Regions from separate parts of the Gossypium hirsutum genome. Here all the other regions are linked to region 1. Evidence: chromatin contacts called from public Hi-C data. All regions are on one chromosome and are shown on one strand. The core of a region is the stretch at or near the end of the contact, and the rest is flanking DNA. Distances in the headings are between cores, read along the strand shown.

Evidence for each region. A called contact is a pair of places that touch in the nucleus more often than the background predicts.
Region 2: a Hi-C map of leaf shows a contact between it and region 1, with 2.2 times the contacts expected there. The contact joins the enhancer-like site here to the promoter of LOC107910259 in region 1. A contact is called at or near these places in 6 of 34 Hi-C or Micro-C datasets (hypocotyl, leaf and seedling).
Region 3: a contact with region 1 is called in a Hi-C map of leaf, with 2.7 times the contacts expected there. The contact joins the promoter of LOC107910219 here to the promoter of LOC107910259 in region 1. A contact is called at or near these places in 17 of 34 Hi-C or Micro-C datasets (anther, callus, cotyledon and 4 more).

What each region holds. Positions count from the first base shown.
Region 1 is chrD02:15,557,015-15,559,714 of Gossypium_hirsutum_v2.1, reverse strand. LOC107910259 (aspartyl protease AED3) reads left to right here and starts at 1,299. Exons shown (of 1, transcript XM_016838050.2): 1 at 1,299-2,700. The coding sequence starts at 1,436.
Region 2 is chrD02:15,395,966-15,398,911 of Gossypium_hirsutum_v2.1, reverse strand. No RefSeq gene overlaps it. Among protein-coding and RNA genes, the nearest start is that of LOC121214640, 17 kb to the right of the region's middle. Within about 2 kb of position 1,596, at least 7 of the 9 cell types and tissues checked have an H3K27ac peak or open chromatin away from gene starts, as enhancers often do. A contact at or near this core is called in hypocotyl and leaf, where this site is marked.
Region 3 is chrD02:15,756,208-15,758,907 of Gossypium_hirsutum_v2.1, reverse strand. It overlaps LOC107910219 (ubiquitin carboxyl-terminal hydrolase 17), which reads right to left and starts at 1,432. Exons shown (of 11, transcript XM_016838002.2): 1 at 735-1,432. The coding sequence starts at 1,015.

The DNA.
Region 1 (2,700 bases), core at 50-2,549:
TCCAATTGAGGAATTAAGTGGAAAACCTACTGTTTTTCAAACTCAGTCACTCAACTGACTTCAGAAAATTAACATTTTTTTTTATTTTTTTAGTAGATAATAATAGATTAAGAACATTATCAATAAATATTGCACGCAATAGTAAAATATATCATATTCTTAATAGGTTTAAATTTTAAAAATATTATTATTAAGAAGGATAACCTTGAAAATTGAAAGAATTAATTTATATGAATTATAAAAAAATATAAAAAATACATTGATTTCATAAATTTTTTTTTCAAAACAAGATTTGCTTTTATTTAAAAAAATAAAATATCAAAATAGAAAGCACCTACATAATTAAAAAAATGCAAATCTTGTAGTACTGCTAATGAATTGAATTTAAATATACAGAAAAAGAAATTGGTTGACACAGTAAGTTTAGTTTATATTTAAAATAATAAATGTAGATCTAAAATAATATTAAGTACGGAATATATAGATGAGATGCAGGCAGGCAGAAGAGCTAAATGGAATCTACAAGAATACATGAGATGAGCTGAGATGAGATTGAAATTGCGATAATCTTAGATAGAGATGATGATGGTGGGGCCACCGTTGAGTCGGAAAAAGGAAAGCCTAAATTGAGCCCGTGACCGACCGCATCTCATTATCTCATGCAAAAATTTGTCAATATATAGGTTGGGACAAAACACCCGCATGAGGCATTCACGAGCTCAACTACTCATCTCTTTTTTATTCTTTTTATACCCCTCCATTTACTCCCTCAATTTCATTTCTATCACTCACCCAGTCTTAGTTTTTATAACTTCATTAATATGGGATCATGTTTATATTATACATTAAGGATAAAGCAAATAATCTAAAATTTGGTAAAACTATTGCGAGAAATAATACTTGTTATTGACTCAATTTGGTAGGATTGAGATTATGGTGAATAAGAAGGGTGAATGTTTGAAGGTGGACAAAACATGGGTAATGCTTGCATTACATTTTCTTCTTTCTCTATGCTCTCTTTATAAGTAAAATTATTTTGAAAGTCAAGTTACATTTTACTCATTTTACTAAAATAAATAAATTAATTCTTATTCAATAATTCGAAGTGCAAACTATCCCTTTGTTAAAACTACTATTGAAGTCAAGTTACATTTCACTCTTTTTTCTCTCTTTTATTCTGTTGGCATTGCTTTCAAATCTTTGTCGTTTTGCCTCAGTTTCCCGTTTCTTCAACTTGGGAGACCTTTTTAAACAATTATCATATATCATTGCCCATAGTGACATAATTTTTGCGGCCTATTTTCAGCATTATGATTGGCCCATTTTGGATCAACCTAATGATACTCGTACAATGACCAATGTATAAAAAAATCTTAATCTAAATGCCTGAAATAATTAGAAAGGTTATTTCAGTAATTCGAAGCGCACTATTTGCATGTATAAAAATCCTCTTGCCTTCTCAATTCTGAGGCACAGAAACTCAATCCTTCGAAGTCGTAGCTTTGGAAGCATGGACTTCATAGCTACTATCCTGTTTCTAGCTCTTGTCATCTCCTCCACCAAAGCTTTGGACCCTTGCGGCCCTCAGCCAGATGACTCGGACCTTTTGGTCATCCCAATCTATGGCAAATGTTCACCATTCAACCCACCCAAACCTGACTCATCGTTCAACACAGTCATGAACATGGCATCAAAAGACCCAGCAAGGGTCAAGTACTTGTCGAGCCTTGTAGCCCAAAAGACCACTGCGGTTCCCATTGCTTCAGGCCAACAAGTCCTAAACATTGGCAACTATATCGTCCGGGTAAAGATTGGCACTCCGGGTCAGCTCATGTTCATGGTATTGGACACTAGCAATGATGTGGCTTGGGTCCCATGCTCCGGCTGCAACGGGTGCTCAGCCACCACTTTCTCACCCAACACTTCTTCCACCTATGGTTCGTTAGATTGCGGTTTGCCCCAATGCGCCCAGGTCCGTGGGCTGTCGTGCCCGGCTACGGGGTCTGCGGCTTGCTCTTTTAACCAATCCTACGGTGGAGATTCATCATTTTCGGCCAACTTGGTTCGAGATTCCTTAGGATTAGCCAATGACATTGTCCCAGATTTTGCTTTCGGATGTATAAACGTCATCTCTGGTGGATCAGTACCACCGCAAGGACTGTTGGGTTTGGGTCGGGGACCCATGTCACTTATTTCACAATCCGGGGCCCTCTACTCTGGTGTTTTCTCATATTGTCTACCCAGTTTCAAGTCCTACTACTTTTCGGGTTCTCTCAAACTCGGGCCAGTTGGACAACCCAAGAACATTCGAACCACCCCACTCCTAAAAAGCCCACACCGACCTTCACTTTACTATGTTAACCTAACCGGAATAAGTGTAGGCCGGGTTCAAGTCCCCATTGCCCCGGAATACCTAGCGTTTAACCCCAACACCGGGGCAGGGACCATAATAGATTCGGGTACGGTTGTAACCCGATTCGTCCAGCCCATTTACAAGGCAATCCGAGATGAGTTTGTGAAGCATGTGAAAGGTCCATTTACTGCCATTGGAGTATTTGACACATGCTTTGATGCTACAGCAGAAGCTGAGGCACCTTTAATAACATTACATTTCGAAGCCTTGTCGATGCCATTGCCAATGGAAAACAGCTTCTTACACACCAGTGCCGGGTCTCGGGCATGCTTGGCCATAGCACCGGT
Region 2 (2,946 bases), core at 347-2,846, 160 kb after region 1:
AGGAACGACAACATTAGCTTTTAAAACCACTAAATAAGCACAGAAAAATATGAAGGCCAAACTTCCATGGTTTTCAAGAAAAAAGAATAAATCCAACATCACATAATTTTAAAAGAACACAGTATCACAAGAACGCAAAGAAACGAGGTTCAACTATGGTGCCATTTGCATCCACTGAAAAATACCAAAATATCACATTGTTTTACATAATATATATATTATGTGTAGTATATTTTCAAATAAATAACTTATTATAAAATTTTGTGTTTATATATAAAATATATATTTATATATTTACCAAAATCATCATAATTATATATAATATGGATAGATATACAACAATAAATATATTATGTTATGGGCCAAAATGAAAGTCAAAAATCGGTCAACAACGGTCATTGTTTGAAATTCTGTTAATTTCATATTCTTTTTAATTTAGTTGTAAACGTTGGGTTTTGAACCCTTTTAATAATACGGTATATTTCGGGGGGAAGGTTATCAAGGGTAGACGGACCTATTAATGAAACGGGGAGTTTTGGGGATATTATGACAACTGTGAGAATCTGTTCTCTCCCCTTTTTAACCACCTATCACACATAGGAGGTGGTTATGAAAAGATTTGGCTTTTTCTCATATTCTCTCTTTCTCTTCTCTCTCGTGCTCTATCCTCTCTTCCTACTCTTTTTCTATTAAATTCTCTTTCTGAATTTTTCGACGGTAGCAAGGGTATCAAAGCTGCAGTGATTCTGATGGTCGGTGACAAAATTACGACGAGGTTGCAAAAGGACATGGGGTTGATACAATATGAGCTTTCTCAATTGCAAATCAACCTAGAAAAGGTTGATGCTCGAATAGACTCTCGTCTCAAGAAGTTTCTTTTTTTTTTTTTTTGAACTAATCGTCTCAAGAAGTTTCATAAGGAGATAAAAGGGGACATTTGGGCTGAGCTTCAAAATGTTTTTGAGCAGTACATAGGGCATGTGCCAACAACTGCTCATGGTTCATCTACAGACAAAGGTAAAGGGATACTTGGTGATACACCTCAAAAATTTCCTCCAAATGAATACCTATCGTTATCTGCTATGGTTGAATATGGCCATATGGGCCTCCTTTCGAGGGTTAGTACGTTGGACTCAGCGGGAAGAAACTTCAAGTTTGAGTGCCCACGTTTTGATGGTGGGGATTTCAGAGGATGGTGGTCTAAGCTAGAACAGTTTTTCGAGGCAACGGGTGTTTAGGAACTGGATAGGGTAAGAACAGTTATGCTCAATTTGGAAGGAAAAGCCTTGGACTAGCATCATTTCTTTTGCCAAGACAAGGGGGCTGCATCAGCTATCTTGGGAAACTTATGCCAGGTACCTACAAGAAAGGTTTGGCTCCACCAACTTCATTGACCCCATGATTGAACTGGTGACTTTGAGTCCGTAGGGAACAGTGGATCATTTTCATGACCAATTTGTGAGTATCCTCAACCAGTTATAGTTACCGGAAACCTATGCCTTAGGTATATTTATAAGCAACCTTAAGGTAGAAATAGGGCAGTACCTCAGGTTGTTTAAACCTCAAACACTAGTGGAAGGGTATTTACTGGCCAAGCAAGTGGAAGGGATTGTGTTGAACACTCCTAAGAAGACTCTTTCGGGTGGGGGAAGTGGAGGGTACTCTAAACCTCTATTTCCTAACTCGAAGATAACTATGGCAAACAATCACTCTTCAGCTTCTGAAGGACCCTTAACAGTCCCTGGTGGGAAAAAGGCTCCTACCAAGTCCTTCTCTCGAGCAGAAATGGAAGACAGGGGAAGAAAAAGCTTATGCTTCTGGTGCGCTTCAAAGTATACACCAGGGCATAAAAGTGTGAAATCTCAATTTTACCAACACATGGTAGAGCCTCAACATAACATACTGTAATATGGTAAGGCAACACCAGTGGAGGAATTTCAGGATTTTTCTAAACACTTTAAGAATCCAAACCAAGAGGCTGAAGCTACAACACCAGTCCTATCCCTGCATGCTTTACAAGGCTCTCAGGGTCATAACACCATGAGATTGGCAACCAAAATTGAACAAATGGAAGTAATTATCTTAATAGATTTTGGGAGTACACATAACTTTGTGGACTCCAGGTTGGTTAGAAGACTCAACTTACCAGTTGAATAGTCTATCAGATGAAGATCATGATAGCTAATGGAGGAAGTCTGAGCACTAGGGGTGTATGTAGGGCTGTGGAATGGCAAGCACAATGGCATAAGTTCATGCTGATTTTATGGTCCTGTCAGTAATAGGGAGTGATGTAGTGATGGGAATACAATGGCTTCTATCTTTAGGGTTCATTGTATGGAATTTTGAATCCCTTACCATGCAGTTCGAATATAAGGGAAAGAATTGTTTACTCCAAGGAATTAACCTGGTGGTTTGCAACTCCTTTTCGGCTACCAATTATCAAAATGTCTACATATGGTGGAGCATAGTCCTCATCCAATGGTCCTCACTACTGACCAATTGACTAAAATACATGTAGCCCCTACACTGATTCAGGAAGATCTATAGAAAATACTCTAAGAGTAGACTAAAGTTTTCCATGTACCAGAAGGCCTACCCCCTATCAAATTTCAAGACCATAAAATACCTCTTTAGGATGAGTCCAAGGTAGTTAACGTTAGGCCTTATACATACCCCTCCATCCATAAGACAGAAATTGAAAAGCTTGTCCAATAAATGTTAGAAGCTAGAATTATCAAAGAAAGTAGAAGTCCCTTCTCCTCACCTATTGTGATGGTGAAAAAGAAGAATGAAAGTTGCAGACTATGTGTGGATTAAGGCAACTTAATCAACTTACTATCAAAGATAGGTTTCCTATACCATTCATAAAAGAGCTGTTAGATTAACTTGGTCAGGCTCTCTTCTTCTCCAAGCTTGACTTAAGATCGAGCTATCACCAAATAAGGA
Region 3 (2,700 bases), core at 183-2,682, 200 kb before region 1:
AGACATAACTTACTATTGTTGTCCCTTCAAATCAGTAAAAGAAATCCTTAGAATTACAACAAAGTGATTGGGGGAAAGCTAAAAATATTTTCTCTATTCATTAGGTGGATTTTCTTTTTGTTACTTTTCCATCAAATGAACCACATTTTTAATGATTCGCAAATGTAGTTAGTGAACATACACAACCTCAACTCTTACATTAAAAAGAACTCCTAAACTGCAGACAAAAAAGGCACAAAGGAAAAGGTCATTTTCAAGAGGAATTGTTTTTCTAATATCCTGTCTCTGTAACATAGAGATAGGAGGCTCAAACATGTAATTTACAAACCAAAACATTTTCAGAAAATCAGCATAAACATCCACCAAAAAATTGCAGCATTTAAGACCAACTCCAAACTTCCCATCAATGATAGATTGTGGATGTTGGGTTTAAAATTAATTTTCACAAAGTCTTCTAAATTGCTTCGTTGCTCACTACATAAACACTTACACGACTACCGTACATTCACACATGTTAAAGCGTATTTCAACTAGACCCACACTCGCCCTGCGCTAATTGAAACACTTATCTAATCAAATATTTTTTCGATTACATACTCTTTAAGACAGTATTGTCAGATAAAAGAATCAGTTTTATCTCAAATACATTTGAAACAAAATCGCCTAAACAAAAAAAAATCTCAATAATTATAAATAAATTAGAACAATAACACGAAATTAACAAGCTAACGTACCAATATCGAACCCCTTTACAGCGAGCGCACCGCGTGGTAGTAGGACAATAACAAACAGCACACTGTTGATAGTTCCACGAAATAGAAACCGTACCGTATTCAATAGTCGCTTCAAGCTCGACTCTAGCCGCCTCCTCAGAGGCCAAAATCAAGAGCCTCTTTATCTCCGCTTGCCTTGCTACAGATAACTGCCATTTCCGCCTTACGAAAAAGCCGATCAAAGGAAGGAGGGAAAGCACGAGCACCAGGCTCGAAAACCCTAAATCCCAAATAAAAAGCATTTATCCTGCAGCCAATACCAATAGGCATCCAAAGTAGTCGGCAAATCCTACTCTCCAAATCTCAGCACTATACATAGATTCCAACGACGTACCCGTCTTGATCGCTTTCGCGATGGAACAAACTCCGGCCGTCGAACATGCAACCGTAGCCGTTGGTGTGGACTGAAACAAGACGGTTGAACTGCACCGTGATCTCGAAAAATAGAATAATGTTATAATTTTATAAAAAAATAAAAATAAAAAAAAAACAAATCTAGAAGGGAGTGGCAGTGGGAGAAGAATGTCGATATTGCTTGGGTTAGCAAAAAGGTGAAAGTTTAAGCTTCTTGTTGAGCTCGGAGGATTTTCAGACAATAAATTTTTTCCCTTTTTTAGATCGAGATTTTTACAGGGAGAAAGGGAAATAAAAGGAAAATAATATTAAAAAGGGACATTAACTTAGGTGTGTTTGATTGGCGGAAAATATTTTTCATTTGGAAAATAAACTCCAAAACAAGGGAAAATGGGTTACATTTTAGGAAAAATGTCTTACCCTTTCAATTTTCGTAAGACATTTTTCGTGCTCTTCTCTTTATCGTCTCCTTCATTCCTTCTTTCATTTCCGGTAGAAAACTGCTTCTATTTATCGATTTTTCAGTAACTTGTTTTTTTAATTATTCAATACTTGTTTTTTTAACACAATTACAAATAATTTATTTGATATTAGTTTTTTTCAATTTATAACGATTAATATGTAGCTTAATAATTGATTATTATTATAAATAAATCATTGTAATATATGTAAAAATAATTTAAAATATAAAAATTTATTAATATAAATTAATATATGTAAAAACAACTTTCTGAAAAATATTTTCAAAAAATCTGTCAAGCAGCAGAAAATATTTTACACAGATTCAATTAAACACCAAAAAATATTTTCCAGTAGATTATTTTACAGAAAAATAAAATATTTTCCAGAAATCATTTTACGAAAAATATTTTACTCTCAATCAGACCTTAAATATTAAAATATGTTATTAAAAAAGGAAAAATTGATGGTCGAGGGGGAAAAGGAATTTTGTCTTCAGGTATCGAGAAGCGTGAATTCTTTGGCCATCAAATATTCGAACCAGGGTGGGGGCCACGGGTTGAACCGGCTAACTTCCGGTCTTTTTCATTATTTATTAGCGGGGGTTGTTTTTGATTTGGTGATGGATACTGCGTTTGGACGGTCACAGTAATACGAGGAACCGGACGGTGGAGATTTGTTTTTGATTTGGTGGAGGCCGGAATCTGATGATGATGGTTCACGTACCATAATAATTATTCCATTTCCAGTCTTTGAGTTTTCCCTCCGCTGGAAATAAACCATTCCACAAGCAATTGCTTTATTTAAACTATTATTATTTTATTTAAATATAATTATAAATTTATTTAATGAATATGCCCGAATTAACCTTGGGATTTGAATTTCTTCGACAAGAAAATGTTTCCCTTGTCTACCATCACATCATTAATTCATGATCAATTTTCTTTGTTTACATTAATTGAATAGCAAATAAAATGGTGAAAAGTTAATTTATTTGATTCTTTAATCTTAGAAAAAATATTTTTTTTATTTTTTTAAATAAAATTTCAGATTGGACTTTATTTAAATAAACTACATTACTACACATATGGTCCTAAAAAGAAAAGAGAAAGAG